Regions from separate parts of the Mus musculus genome. Here regions 1 and 2 are each linked to region 3. A link is a contact called in public Hi-C and targeted proximity ligation data. All regions are on one chromosome and are shown on one strand. The core of a region is the stretch at or near the end of the contact, and the rest is flanking DNA. Distances in the headings are between cores, read along the strand shown.

Evidence for each region. A called contact is a pair of places that touch in the nucleus more often than the background predicts.
Region 1: a Hi-C map of nephron progenitors shows a contact between it and region 3, with 2.3 times the contacts expected there. A contact is called at or near these places in 5 of 484 Hi-C or Micro-C datasets (the C2C12 cell line, the G1E-ER4 cell line, the N1E-115 cell line and 2 more), 1 of 130 datasets of targeted methods (large pre-B cells) and 2 of 9 other capture datasets (adipose tissue and pancreatic islet).
Region 2: a targeted proximity ligation map of pancreatic cancer cells shows a contact between it and region 3. A contact is called at or near these places in 1 of 39 promoter capture datasets (cranial neural crest), 1 of 130 datasets of targeted methods (pancreatic cancer cells) and 1 of 9 other capture datasets (adipose tissue).

What each region holds. Positions count from the first base shown.
Region 1 is chr19:4,988,398-4,993,166 of GRCm38.p6, reverse strand. It overlaps Npas4 (neuronal PAS domain protein 4), which reads left to right and starts at 3,196. Exons shown (of 8, transcript NM_153553.5): 1 at 3,196-3,525; 2 at 4,280-4,431; 3 at 4,606-4,708. The coding sequence starts at 3,351.
Region 2 is chr19:5,097,007-5,101,309 of GRCm38.p6, reverse strand. Cnih2 (cornichon family AMPA receptor auxiliary protein 2) reads left to right here and starts at 2,789. Exons shown (of 6, transcript NM_009920.4): 1 at 2,789-3,127. The coding sequence starts at 3,047. Rab1b (RAB1B, member RAS oncogene family) reads left to right here. Exons shown (of 6, transcript NM_029576.3): 5 at 512-643; 6 at 738-2,103. The coding sequence ends at 932.
Region 3 is chr19:4,851,792-4,856,456 of GRCm38.p6, reverse strand. It overlaps Ctsf (cathepsin F), which reads right to left and starts at 1,292. Exons shown (of 14, transcript NM_019861.2): 1 at 971-1,292; 2 at 661-759; 3 at 303-387; 4 at 149-210. The coding sequence starts at 1,189.

The DNA.
Region 1 (4,769 bases), core at 1,947-4,446, 130 kb before region 3:
GTGACTCAGCCAGGCCAGGATGACTCACACTGACAGTATTTTTAGCAGCGGCCAGGAGCTCTCTAGCGTGCCAGCCGCCCCCCTCCTCCTGCTTGCTATTTCGGAACCGTCACTGGTGATATAAATAGCTCTTCTCCCACGGCCTGAAGCTGCTGCCAGGCTATTTTTGGTTCTGCACAGTTAAAAATAGTTTCATGGAGGTGGGAGGCAAGAGGAGTGGGAGCTGGCCTAGGGAGAGGAGACATTGGGGGCATACAGAGCTTCTCAACTTGAATCAGAGTAGTCGAACTAAGATGATCCCTTCCCTACCCCCTCCCTTGCCCCTTTCTAGAACCTTCTCCCCTTCCAACGTTCCTTATCCCTAGTCCATCCTCCTGGAAAAATCCAAGGATTCCTCCCTTGAGCCCAATTTTCTTTCCAAGCTTAACTAATTCCTAGAACCGAGGAGTCTTGACAGCCACACCTGTAAATAGCCCATATGTATTCTCAATGAGGAGGATGACAGCATCGGGATGCCATTCTCATCTATCCCGAGGCCCAGCTCGGCTTTGATGTCACAGGCAAACCACGACCATTCTGAGTGGGAAGGCAACATTCAGCACCACGGACAGCGACAACATCCCCCCCCCCCCTCCCCCTTCCAGGTCTGCTTAAATTGCTTGGAGACCAGCTGTGGACCCAGCAGAGAGATGCAACTTATTGTGGAGGAGATATCAAGAACGTCTCCTGGCCAGGGCTTAAAGCACCTGTCTGTGAGGAAGACAGGGCAGAGATGAACCCCAGAGATAGAATGGTTGTCTAGCATACACAGAGCCCTGGTTTCATCCTCAGCTTTGGGAAACTAATCTAGAAACTCCATCTTGGATTTGCATATGGAAAGAGAATCCAAAAACCAAGGGAAGAGAATGGAACAGGGAGTGGTGGTGTTGAGTGGGGATATCAGAGTTAATAAGGATGAAACATGCCAGAGAGAAATACATCCTGAAGAAACCATTTCTGTCACCCATAAGGTTGGAAACAGTGTCTTACAGACACACACCATTTTCTCCATCTCAGCTATACCACTGGCTGGCTACATGGTTGTATATGTAGATGCTTTCTATCTGAACTAAAATTGTACAAAATATTAGGATAGGGGCTCTACAACCATGAACCTCTCCCCGCCCCTCCCCGGCATTACTAGGGAGTGCACTCAAGTCTTGAGCATGATAGAAGTGTGAACTCCTACTAAGCCATGGCCCTGGTCACCAAAGTACCCTCTTCCCATACCCCCTGCTTTTCACTCCACGTTGCCTCTCTTGCTATCACCCCTTTCCATGAAGAACAGGGGTTTCTTGACCACAAACTTTTCTCCTTGGTGTCAAAGTTCATCTCTAACTTTCTGCAGCCAGTTCTGTCCCTCTCTCCCAATTTTTTTTTGTTTTTTGTTCTGTTTGTTTGTGTGTTTTTGTTTTTTGAGACAGGGTTTCTCTGTGTAGCCTTGGCTGTCCTGGAACTCACTTTGTAGACCAGGCTGGCCTCGAACTCAGAAATCTGCTTGCCTCTGCCTCCCAAGTGCTGGGATTAAAGGCGTGTGCCACCACGCCCGGCTTCCCTCAACTTTTTAAATGGTCTTGTTTTTCAGGCTCTAAAAGTGCTTTTATATGTTCCTACTCTAAATGAAATTTTGGGCAAAAAGTTTCTCTAGTCCTTTGTGAAATGGTTGTGGGATAAAAAAAGGGCTCCCATACCCTGTGTAGACAGCAATCGCATGTAAGTGACTGAAGAAAGGTGTGTGTGGGGGTGTGTGTCTGGAGGGGTGGGGTGATGCAAAGGCCACACTACAAAGACAAGCCTGACATGACAGGTAGTTAAACCAAAGGTGCAAATTAGAGGGGTGGGGGTGGGGGGCGCCCACAAAGCCGAGATAGACTGTCCAACGCTCAATGAACGAAGGAAAAAAAAAAAAAGAAAGGTGTATGTTGTGCGCTCACTCAGTGACAAGTGCACAGGCAGAACGAGGAGCCCTGGAGCTAAAGATGGAGCAAGAATTGAAGGGAGATGGGGAGGGGACTCTGGCAGAATTAAAGGGTCTTGGGTAGGTGCAGCAGCCACTGAGGGCACAGCAGACCCTGGCTACTTGGCAGCCTCCCCCTCTTCCCGGCTGAAGCAGTGGGGAGAGCTTTCTAGAGCTGTGCGGAGGCCGGTAGGCCCCGCCCGCCGCTGCCGCCGCCGCAGCCGCCGGAGGATTCCTGTCCTAATATGGAGCTGGGATTCCCCCGGCCCCGCCCCCGCCCCCCAGCCCGCCGGAGAGACTGGGGCTCGCAAGAGGGCGGGGGAACAGCTCGTCTTGGGGGCTGACAAGCGGGAGGGGATCGTGGGAGAGGTTCAAACACACATCCAGATCCTCACCAGGCCCTGGGTCTTTGCCTCAGTTTCCCCGACAGGTGGCTAAGATGAACTAATAGAGGAAAAAGGAATCCCTGCAGATCACAGTGGAGATGTTTGTGTTCCTATGGTGCTAAGGAAATATGATCAAGACCGAATTCAAGTGGTCTCTTCTCCACAGGACCACCATTCCACCCTATCCTGGAGATTTAGACCCTCAGGTCAGGGCATGGAGGCGAAGAAGGAATTATTTATTTGAAACTGGCTAAGGGACTTTCAGATTGAATAGACCCCAGAAAAGACCCCCAGTTGTGACCTAGCCCCTCCCCAAAAGCCAAGGAAAGTCCCTCATGTAATTTCGACCCCTGCCTGGCAGATGGCGGCAAATTGGCAGAGGACCAAGCCCCTTCTCATCCTTTGCCTCCTTAGAAAAATCTATGTTGATAGCAGCCTCGCTTTGCCTTCTACAAACTCTCTTGTTAAGGGCTTCAGACCACCCTAATCCATGTACTGTTCCTCCTCCTAATAGAATGTAATGGAAAACCTGGGTCCCTGCACCCCATTCCTGGCTCTGCACAGCTCTTGCCAGCCGGCCCCCTCTGCACCCTCCCTTCTCCCCCTTCCCCCGCCCCCTCCCTCTCCCGTTCGACGTCACGGGATGACGTCGGAAGTCTGGGAGGGAGGAGGAGCACCCCCCCTCCCCAGCCAGTGGCTCCCTCTGCAGCTTGCTTTAGCCCAGCCTCCCGCCTCCCGCTGCCCCCCCCGTCTCTAAAAACGAGCCCCCCACGCCTGTCAGGAGCTATATAAGGCGGATCGAGGCAGGCGAGGGGGGCAGCGCTGCCGAGCGGAGCCCAGGAGTGGAGCGAGAGCGAGCAAGAGCCTGAGCGAAAAGACCGGGAAGCAAGGAAGAGGAAGCCTCCGGTGCATCGGGAAAGGATCGCAGGTGCTCGGGAGCCGGAGCTGGAGCTCCACAGCCGGCAGTCATGTACCGATCCACCAAGGGCGCCTCCAAGGCGCGCCGCGACCAGATCAACGCCGAGATTCGGAACCTCAAGGAGCTGCTGCCGTTGGCTGAAGCGGACAAGGTCCGGCTGTCCTACCTGCACATCATGAGTCTTGCCTGCATCTACACTCGCAAGGGTGTCTTCTTTGCTGGAGGTGAGCAGCTTGGGCTACCGGAGACCAGAGCTGACGGGGACCAGGGATGGAGGAGCTGAGGGAATGTGCTAAAACTGCCGCTTGTCTAGCACAGCGTGCTGGAAGCCTGTGGAGAGAAGGGACTTGAGGGGACCCTGGACTTCCTACTTTTTCTTCTGAGCTCCATCTAGACTAGCCTAAACGATAGTCCTAGCACTGGATTTGTGTGAGATAGAGCGCTAAAACAGAATGGTCCAGGCTCCCATTGCCTCAGAGGCACTCCAGGAATCCGGGGAGGGTACGGAAGGAAGCCTGGCAAGCTACAGGGAAAGCCTGCAAAGGCAAAGTATGAGGAAGAGTAGCTTGTGCTAGAAAATGCTGAGAGGGTCTTTCTATGCGCTCTGGAGCTGTTCGACGTCCTGAAGCCATCACCCTTTCTGGCGCTGCCCGCGGTGCTGAAATGGCCATAGCCCCTTTTCGCAGGAGCTGTCCGCGGTGCTGAATCCCAGTCCTTTCGGGAGAGCTCTGTCCACAGTGCTGACAGCAGAGGGCTGCTGAGGTTCCGGCCAGGCTTGGAAGTCCAGGGGCTCCCTGGCTAGATAGTTTTAGCAACAGGTCTCCTGGCCAAGATCCACAAGCATAGGGTCAACAGGTGTTGGCAGAAATAGGTCTATGGGAATTTCCTGTGTCTTCTCCAAGACTCAAAAGATGTTCTCTTTATTTCTGTGTTGTCCCTGATTCTTATCCTGACTCACCACATCTTCTCACCCTACAGGCACTCCTTTGGCTGGCCCCACCGGGCTTCTCTCTGCTCAAGAGCTTGAAGACATTGTGGCAGCACTACCTGGATTTCTCCTTGTATTCACAGCTGAGGGGAAGTTGCTATACCTGTCGGAGAGTGTGAGCGAGCATCTGGGCCACTCTATGGTGAGTACTAAAAGTCCTTGCATCTCAAGTTGGGGTATATGTGAGATAAAATGAGCCTCTCACTACTGAAAACAGAGTTATTAGAGGCGAGTGTGGGGGAGTCTTCCCTAAGAAAAATCATTGGTTGCAGATAGGCTCTTGCTGCCTTCACTAATGATCACTTCTCCTTTCTAGGTGGACCTGGTTGCCCAGGGCGACAGTATCTACGATATCATTGACCCTGCTGACCATCTCACTGTGCGCCAGCAGCTCACCATGCCCTCTGCTCTGGATGCTGGTAAGAACCTCCTCTCGGTTCTTCAGTTTACTCCTCTGCTGCCCTGCCCTAACTATCTACT
Region 2 (4,303 bases), core at 1,540-4,039, 240 kb before region 3:
TCCCCTGGAATTGGAGCTACAGACAGTTGTAAGCTGCCTTGTGGGTACTGGGAGTTGAACCAGTGCTCTTAACCACTGGGCCATCTCTCCAAGCCCCCCTTTTCCTTTTATTTTGAGAAGGTCTCATTGAGAGGGTCTCATTGAGACCCTAGGCTGGTCTCAAACCTGTGATCTTCCTGCATCAGTCATGCCTGGTGTCACCTGCCTTTCTTCTGATGTCCTTGGCTTCCCAGGAGAGGGTTAGGGAGAAAGAACTGCAGGAAGCAGCAATGACTGTAGGTGCAGGCGGCTGTTGAGGTGATGGCCACTGGCAGGCACTACTCCACTCTGCTTCTGGTTTTCAGGTTTCCGCATGGGAGAGAACCAGGGGAAAGCTAAACCTGGGCTTGGGGTGGGGGAGAGACTTTGTCAGAATCCCCGTGCTCGGGGCCTGCCTTTCAAAGGAGTCCTGTTCTCTAGACCTGGGTTGACCTGGGTGTGGGTGTGCAGTAACTTTGGACACTGTGCCTAGGAGTCCTACGCCAACGTGAAACAGTGGCTGCAGGAGATAGATCGCTACGCCAGTGAGAATGTCAATAAACTCCTGGTAGGCAACAAGAGTGACCTCACCACCAAGAAGGTCGTGGACAACACCACGGCCAAGGTGAGCAGGCCTGCCCTGGCTGTCAGGGGTCTGGGGCCCACATGCCTTCACCCCTTCTCTCCCTGCTCCCCTCTCTCTCTTCTTCCCTTCGCAGGAATTTGCAGACTCTCTGGGTGTCCCCTTCCTCGAGACAAGTGCCAAGAATGCCACCAATGTTGAGCAGGCATTCATGACAATGGCTGCAGAGATCAAAAAGCGGATGGGGCCAGGAGCAGCGTCTGGGGGTGAACGGCCCAACCTGAAGATCGACAGCACCCCTGTGAAGCCTGCTAGCGGTGGCTGCTGCTAGGAGGGGCACTTGGGGGAGGGCACCTTGTCCAGATGATGCCCCTGGAGCGGGCAGGAAGTGCCTCCCTCTCCTAGGGCATTTGAGTCTGTAGCTTTGGGGTGTCCTGGGCTCCCCATCTTCCTCTGGCCCATCTGCCTTCTGCTCTGAGTCCCAGTCCTGTCAGGGCCCCCGTGGAGGACATGCAGAGCCTGTGGCTGGGGTGGTCACAGGGACAGCTCCGCTGCTGCCTCTGGGTACCTTGAAAAGATGCCCACCACGCACCTTTCTTTGGAATGAGGGCTCCGCTGTCTGTCACTCACCCCCATGTATGCTGCACTGGGTTTCTCTTTCCTTTCTTCCCAATAGCAAGGGCCTCCCTGCCTCTGCTGCCCCTGGGTGCAGGCAGTAGCCAGGGGATCCAGGGCCTCAGATCCAGGGTCCTGCATCGGACCTCAGGACAGGTGCCAGGGCTGCGAGAGCCCCATAGCCACCTTTTCCTCATCTCTGCCTCACTCCATCGCTCCCACACAGCTTGAGCCGTCCAGCTGCGGTTAGGTCTTGAGCACATCTAGGGTAGGTGGGCGGATGGCTGCGGGGCCTGTGTCTCAAGCCGGGAGGGAGCCTGCTCCTGCCTCCCCCTGCCCTGCCTGAGCCAGGCCCATGTGCTGCCTGCCCACCGAGCCCCTTTGTCCCTGAGGAAAGCGGAGGCGGAAGGCCCACCTTGCCAAAGGCCGGGCACCAGCCTTAACCCTCACTCTGCCAGCACCACCTCCCTTTTCCGAGGCAGCACATCTGGCTTGTTCTTCCTCCATTCCTCAGAGCCTGACAGGGCCAGACCTGCTTCTCTGGGGAATGTGGGTGCAGCTTGGGGTTGTGGGGCTCTTCCCCCTCCCAACTCAGAATCCTGGCCCCCACCCTCTGGCACAGCTTCCTGTAGAAAACCTTTGGTCTTTACCTAAGAAGCCATGTCCTTTGTGCTGTCTCTTGCCAGTCTCACCCTACAACCTGTCCTCCCCCTCCAGTGTGTATTTAAGTCCCTGGGCTGCCCCTCTGGGAGGGAGCCTCTTCTCCCAGGTTCCCCTCTGATGTCACATCAGGCATCTTGCAAGGAAAAGCCACTTGGGGGAAGATGGAAAAGGATGAAAAAATAAATTTCCACTGGCCCTTGGATAAGCCAAGGGTTTTTGCAAGGAAGCGGTGGTGACTGAGTGTGGTCTATGGTCAGAGTCAGCTTTGAGTTGCTGGGTGGAACTGGAGTCCAGAGTTTGGTGTGATGCATGGGGGGTCCTGGCTTGGACTGTATCTTAAGCTTGCTGGTAAAAGCCCTTGACCCACATACTGGGGCTGGGAAAGCCTGCTGTGCGGCTATGGGATGTCCCCAAGGGCCCAGCATGAATCTGTCAGAGGGAGGCTGGCAGGAGGCCGTCAGGTGAGCCACCAACATCCACTGGGACAGGCGTTCAAGGCATGAAGTTAGAAGCAAGGAGCAGGCGTTGGTCCCCCTGCATTTAGTCTTCCCCTCCTCCAGTCCCCGACTTTAGTCCCCTCTTGTGGCTTGAAGCCAGATGCCAGCTATCCTGAGCTTTGACAAGCGCTGCTTTACATTAGGACCTCAGTTGTATCCCCCTGAGCCAGCACTCTGTGGAGACGGGAGTACAGAATGTGGCTATAGTGGGCTTAGTTGTCCGAAAGTTGTACCAGGAACGGGCTTCCAGGTCTGCATGTTCTGGAGGTGCACAAACACTGGGCTCATTGGGGTGAGTGGCTGTGCTGGGCTGATGAGGCTGGCGGAGGGGCGCTCTGAGTCTCAGCCCCGCCCGAGGCCGCTGCACGGCGGCCCCGCCCCCGGCTCCGCCCCGCCGGCTTCGCGGGCTGGAGAGCGAGGGAGCCGCGGGCGAGGGATCGCAGGATGAGCGATCGGGGCCCGGGCAGCCGGCAGCGGACGCGCCCCCCGAGCCCCACGGCCCGCGCCCCGCGTCCCCCACGGCCTCGTGGCCCTGGTCCCGGACGCGCTGTCCGTGTCCCTAGAGTCCGGTGGGCCATGCCCGTCCGGCCCTAAGTGTGGGCCGGGGGGCGTCCCCTTGCGCCCAGACCCCGCGCTGGCGCCCCCCGGGCCACCGCCCGGCGCGGGGGCCATGGCGTTCACCTTCGCAGCATTCTGCTACATGCTCACCCTGGTGCTGTGCGCCTCCCTCATCTTCTTTGTCATCTGGCACGTAAGACTGGGCTTGGACTGGGGGCGGGGTGGGGGGCAAGTGGGCTTATGGAGCAGGAGGGGGCTGGGGCTGATGGTATCAGTGCTCCGGGGAAACTTGAAAGGTCTTTTCCACTAGCCCCCATGGTTTCTGTTCGCACCCCCCAACACCCCCTTGTCGTTGGCTTCCTTCCCCCGGGGCAGCCCCCCCCTTCCTTCACCGCCCCCGCCTGTCTGTGGGTATGTCAGTAGGTCCTGACCCTCTCCTTGCTTCATCCAGTCATTGGGCAGGGGCGGAATTCTTGATCCTTCTATATTCTCATCCATCCACCCCCGTCTGTCCATCGGGCAGTTTGTCTGTGTGCCCCCCCAGCCCCCCCGCTGAACCCCTCTCCTTTGTGGGTTTTTCCAACCAGAATGATGGAGATGGTTGCTATGGCAACTGCATCTGTTTACAAGACCCGCATATCTTAGAACCCATTAACCCTGTCCCCTCCTGGACCCCTCTGACCCAAGTGGGATAGGTTCGAAGCAGCTCAAGAAACCTAGCTCCCACCTGGTCTCACTCTGACTCTCCAGCTTCCTTCTGATTCCTTCACATACGTGCCTTTTGTCTTTCATGTCCCTCACTCCTGGTCTGCCCTCACCCTGGCCTAGCCTCACACCTCACTCTTCAGAATGTCTCTTGTCTCATCTCAAATGGTTTCCCATTGGAGAGGGTTCTTGTACCTAGTTCTCTCCTGGGCTTTCCCAAGGGCCTCCTCTACCTGGTTCTTTCTCCTCTCTAGAACTGTGAGCCTCTGGCTTACTGTTGAGGTCTCTGCCGGCTCCTTCCAGCTGCCCCTCCTCCAATGCACTCAAACGGGTCCCATACAGGCCTGTCTCTCTGTTGTAGCTACTAGCATGCACATCTCCTGGTCTAATCCTCTTTTAAGTGTTCTCTTATCTGACTGCATCCAGCGTGCCTCCGTCCCCTCTTGCTTTACCTTTCTTGCTCTCCATTTCTTGTGTCTTTCTGGGACTTGCTGCCTCCCAGAAAGCACCCTGTCTCTTCCTTTGTCCTCCCCTCCTTCCTCTTTGACAGGTACTAGATCCTGAGCCCCCACAGGCATCTCCAGACACACACCATCTCCAGCCCAACCCCTCACTTTGCTCCAGTCTTGATCTAGGTCTCCCAGTTGGGTTTCTTGTCCTCTGC
Region 3 (4,665 bases), core at 43-2,542:
CTGAGCTCTACCCTGGAGGACCAAGACAGGGAAGTCACTATGGGAAGAGGAAGTGAGGGGGAAGAGAGAGAAGGGGCGTGCAGAGAAAGAGAAGAGAAGGGAAAGAGGATTAAGGGGCCTTTGTCTCTCCTCGACACAGGGTCTTCACCTGGGGCAGGGGATCCTTGTCCAACAATGGAAGGAATGAGCTGAAAGTCGCATTTCTAAACTCTGGATAGGGTCGGAACAGAGAAGTAATTAAGGCTGGATTCTGACTCAAGTATGGTCTGGGCTCTCCCAGTCTCCTTGAGCAATCCCAGCACCTGTGACCTTGGCATTCACTGGGCTACAGTCCCTCCTCAGCAGCAAGTGTTCTTTTAGCTCTTCCAGGACTTCAAAACTGCAGAGCTGGAGGCATAGAAAGAAGACGGTCTTGGGACAGTTTGAAACAAGGTCCTGGCAAGAGCAGCTAGAAGTTCCTCAAAGGAGAGCCACATGGAAGGCAGTCATAACTTGGTGAAAGAGGGAGGCCAGCAGCAGACACCCAGCACCCCAACACCCACCCTTTCAGAGCATCTTGGTCTCTAACTTGGTATCTCAGGAGTAACCAATGCCTCGACAGGACCCACCATTCCAATTGTTTGCCAGCTAGGGCCAACAATAGCTGACCTCTTCACTCACCACTGTTTTCTTCGTCTCAGGCAGTGGGCACACCAGGGGATCATTGCAAGGTGGCTCCTCTAGTGTGGCTTCCAGGGAGAACAGAGAGCCCTGGCCGGCCTGGATGGAGAAGAAGTTGGGGCTGGCCCAGCCATCCCCTCCCCCTTTACTCCTCTTAGGAGACCATTGCCCATCTGTGCCTCCCTACCGGATACAGGTCTAAACAGGTCCTTCCCTCCCCTGTCCTGGCCATCATCCCAAATTTAAGCCAAACTCCACCTTGCACCATTCCTGGGCCCAGGCCCCGCGCCCGCTCCCCGCGCGTCCTCACCCGGCGGACGCGTCCGCGCACCGCTCCTAGCACGGCCCTTGTCCCCGCAGCACGGCCGTAATTGTACATGTCCAGCGCGAAGCGGGCGGGGGCCAGCAGCTCCTGGGACGACAAGTTCCAGGCCTGCTCGTCATCTGCCCAGGGCTTGGCGGGGACGGGGCTCAGGGCCACAGTCGAGAGCAGTGTCAGCAGCCACAGAAGCTGCAGTAGGGGCGCCATAGCGAGGTCGAAGCTGCTCGCCCGGATTCACTGACCCACAAACACACGGATCAAGAGACCCGAGGCGGAGCCTGCTGTCAGAGGCCACAGAGAGTTTCCCTACAACGTTGGAGAACGCCGGGGCGGCCAATGGGCACCGATTCCTGGCGCTTGCGCGCTCGCTTATTTACGCGAGGCACGTGGACCACGGGGTGCGGGATGCGGGGGGGGGTGGGTGGGGGGGTGGAGAGGGTGGAGTGAGGGGAGAGGACACTAGGTTGACAATAAAATAAGAATCTACGCCCTTTTCTATCTTACGCAGGAAAAGCCAGATCCTTTTAACCATGGCAGACCTGTGAGGTCAGTGCAGTCCCATTGCGTAGATAAAGAAAAAGAAGCTTACAGATGACTCTGATAAGAGGTGAACCCAAACAATTGGTTCCTCAGCCTGCCTTCACGGTGTGATCTCACCTTTGAGGCACCTATTGTCATTCACCAGACGGTCAGTAATATTATGGGTTGTGGGACCAGAGGATGTAGGTAGTTCAGTGGCTAGTGTTTGCCTAGCTCTCACAAATGCCCTGTGTACCATCCCCGAGCACGGAATAAACCTAGCCTGGTGAGGCACTCAGGAAGAGACAGAAAGTTCTGAAGTTCAAGGTCATTCTTGGATACCTAAGAGAATTTGAGCGTAGGCTACATGAGTCTGGCTGTTGTGAGGCTTAAAAGACATCTATATAATCAACAAAGCTGTGCAAAGGGTGGATCGTACCGTAAATCACTTAAAAGCACTGTGTTCCAGGACTGCCAAGGGACAGCGTCACAACTGAAAACAGAGGGTGGGAAAAAAATCTCCAAAGTGTAAAAATGTATGAGGGAATAACAAATTGAATCATAAACCAAGATGCATTCTCGTAAGCCTCTGCACACTTGGAGAGGGACCGGAAAGGAGGGTTTTTTATTATTGAAAGGGAAATGTCCATAAACTGCTTGGATACAAAAATCCATTGGTTTTGTATCGGAGAGGCAAAAATTATCCTCAGCTCATTGAAGGAGCTGTCGTATGTTATCTAAAGCGGTTAAAATCAGCCTTGTCACAGAAATCTTGTGTGTACGTGAGGAGTGTGCAGGGTATGTATATATGAAGGAGTTTTTTGAAGTCTTTAAGACAGTTCCCTTGGTTTGTTTGTCTTCAAAACAGGGCCTATGTAGACTGCTACATCCACTCCAGTAGTGACATGCATGACAGGCCAAAAGCCTGGATCTTGCCCAGGGCCTGCTTCTTTTGTACCACCCCGAGATTGGAGTTTCTGCCTTGTCCTGCTTCCCTATTACAACCTAAAGATTGAGGCTTGTTTCCTTGTCCTTGGCCAATGTCAGATTCCTGCCTAGCAGTACCCTATAGGTCTCTCCACAATGTATCCCATAAAGAATGCATCTACTGGGGCTGGAGAGATGGCTCGGGGGTTAAGAGCACGGACTGCTCTTCCAAAGGTCCTGAGTTCGATTCCCAGCAACCACGTGGTGGCTCACAACCATCTGAAATGAGATCTGGCTCCCTCTTCCGGAGTGTCTGAAGACGGCTACAGTGTACTTAATATAAATAAATAAATAAATAAATAAATAAATCTTAAAAAAAAAAAGAATCGTGCTTATCACTTTAAAAAAAAAGAATGCATCTACTGTATTTATAAACAGCACTTCTATGGGAGAGAAGTTTACGTGACTAGATCACGTTTGCTCTTTTGAGTTTCCTCCTACTTCAACACAGATAATTGAATAGTGTGCTGTAGGCATTTTTATAGAATGTGCATGGCATATTGTAAAGAATTGTTCTCAGTGTCCTCAGCTTCTACCTGTTCCACCCATTGGTGTTAATTCTTGAGGACTTTTACTTAATCAATTATTGCAAATAGATACTCATTTTTGATTTTAGAAAAATGAAATATGCACATTGTGACTATTGATACACTTTTAGTCTTTCTAATTACAACTGCTTTAACAAGAAAAGCAACTAAAAGTATAGTCAGTCATTGCCTATGTTGATTTTTTTTTTTATGCTTGGTGTTCCAAATCAAATTAAAATAGATATTGGAACTGGCTATTACAGCCAAGCATTTGAGATGTTTTGTCAACAATTTAATGTTACCCATGTTACTCATATTTTTTTATAACTCTTAAGGAAAAGATACTGCGGAGCTTTAAATATATATCTTCAAAAATTTTTTTAAATTTGGATGCCTAAAATCTCTCTGAGTGTCTATGGCACTCTACAACCAGGCATACTCATGAAATGAAAGGATCCACATACTGGCACATGACATGATACTGTTCAGGTATTTAATATGGGGAAGAGGGCATTTTTGTGTTTTCTCCACAGAATGCTGCAGCAGGAGCATGCTAGCTGCCAGAGTGATTGGTGAGACAAGCTGATGCTGGGACAAAGACTGATGCTGACCTGTGAGCTGGCTGAGTGCCCTGACAGTGGAGACAGGCAGACTGTTTTGGACTTGAGTTCCTGATCTCAGATTGGACAAACTGCCTTGCTTCAAACTTTTAGCTTGTGGGACTGAGAACATGGAGACTGGAAACCGCCTTCAAAAACGTAATCAAAAAGAAGTTATGACGAGTCTTCTCTTTCCTTTAATGTGACCAGTTATGCCTACTTAGTCATGCACTGTGCCGATAATCAACCCAGCATTAGAAATTGTTATTTCTTCATTTGGAAGGCTGATTCTGGTCATTTTAGAGACATATTTGAAAGTTAGCTACAATTCTCTATGACGCTATGTTAGCAGTAGATTGAGACAGGATATAGCAAATTTTAAGGCTAGGTTAGCAGATATTTCAGATATTAGCAGAAGTCATTTGGACACTTGGAACATTGATGAATTGGCCAGAGATTTAAAGAATCACCTAAGTGCATTGAATCCTGTGGATTGGGTTCAGTATATAATCCTGCTTGCTATTATTATTGGCATTACCTTATTAGTAATTGTTGTGTTTTCACTCATCTTTAGAAGTTCTTCTGAGATCTGTAGCTACCATGAGGCGGGATATTATGGAACTTCGTCTAGAAAATAAAAAATATGGGGAACTGCTACATCCACTCCAGTAGTGACATTCATGACAAGCCAAAAGCCTGGATGCAGTCCCGAGGCAAAAAGTTCACGGAAACTTAGTCTCCTGGAACTGTGGCATCCTATAGCACGTATGCTCCAAACTTGTCCTTGCAAATGGATCTGTGTGCTTCCTTTCAGTATTGTCTTACTACAGGAGCCTCCAAGCAATGACTTGCCAAATACCTAAGCAAAATTGAACTTTGCTTCCTGGCCTTCACCAATGCCCTAGGTAGTTCTTGAGCCGACTCTGGGCTTGGAATTCAGTAAGAATGTTGCCTATTTGGTAACATTCAGAATTGCCTCTATTATTGTAAGAGAGATTGTGAAAGAAATCAGGCATTACTATCTACTACACAGAGTTAGAAATCTCAGGGC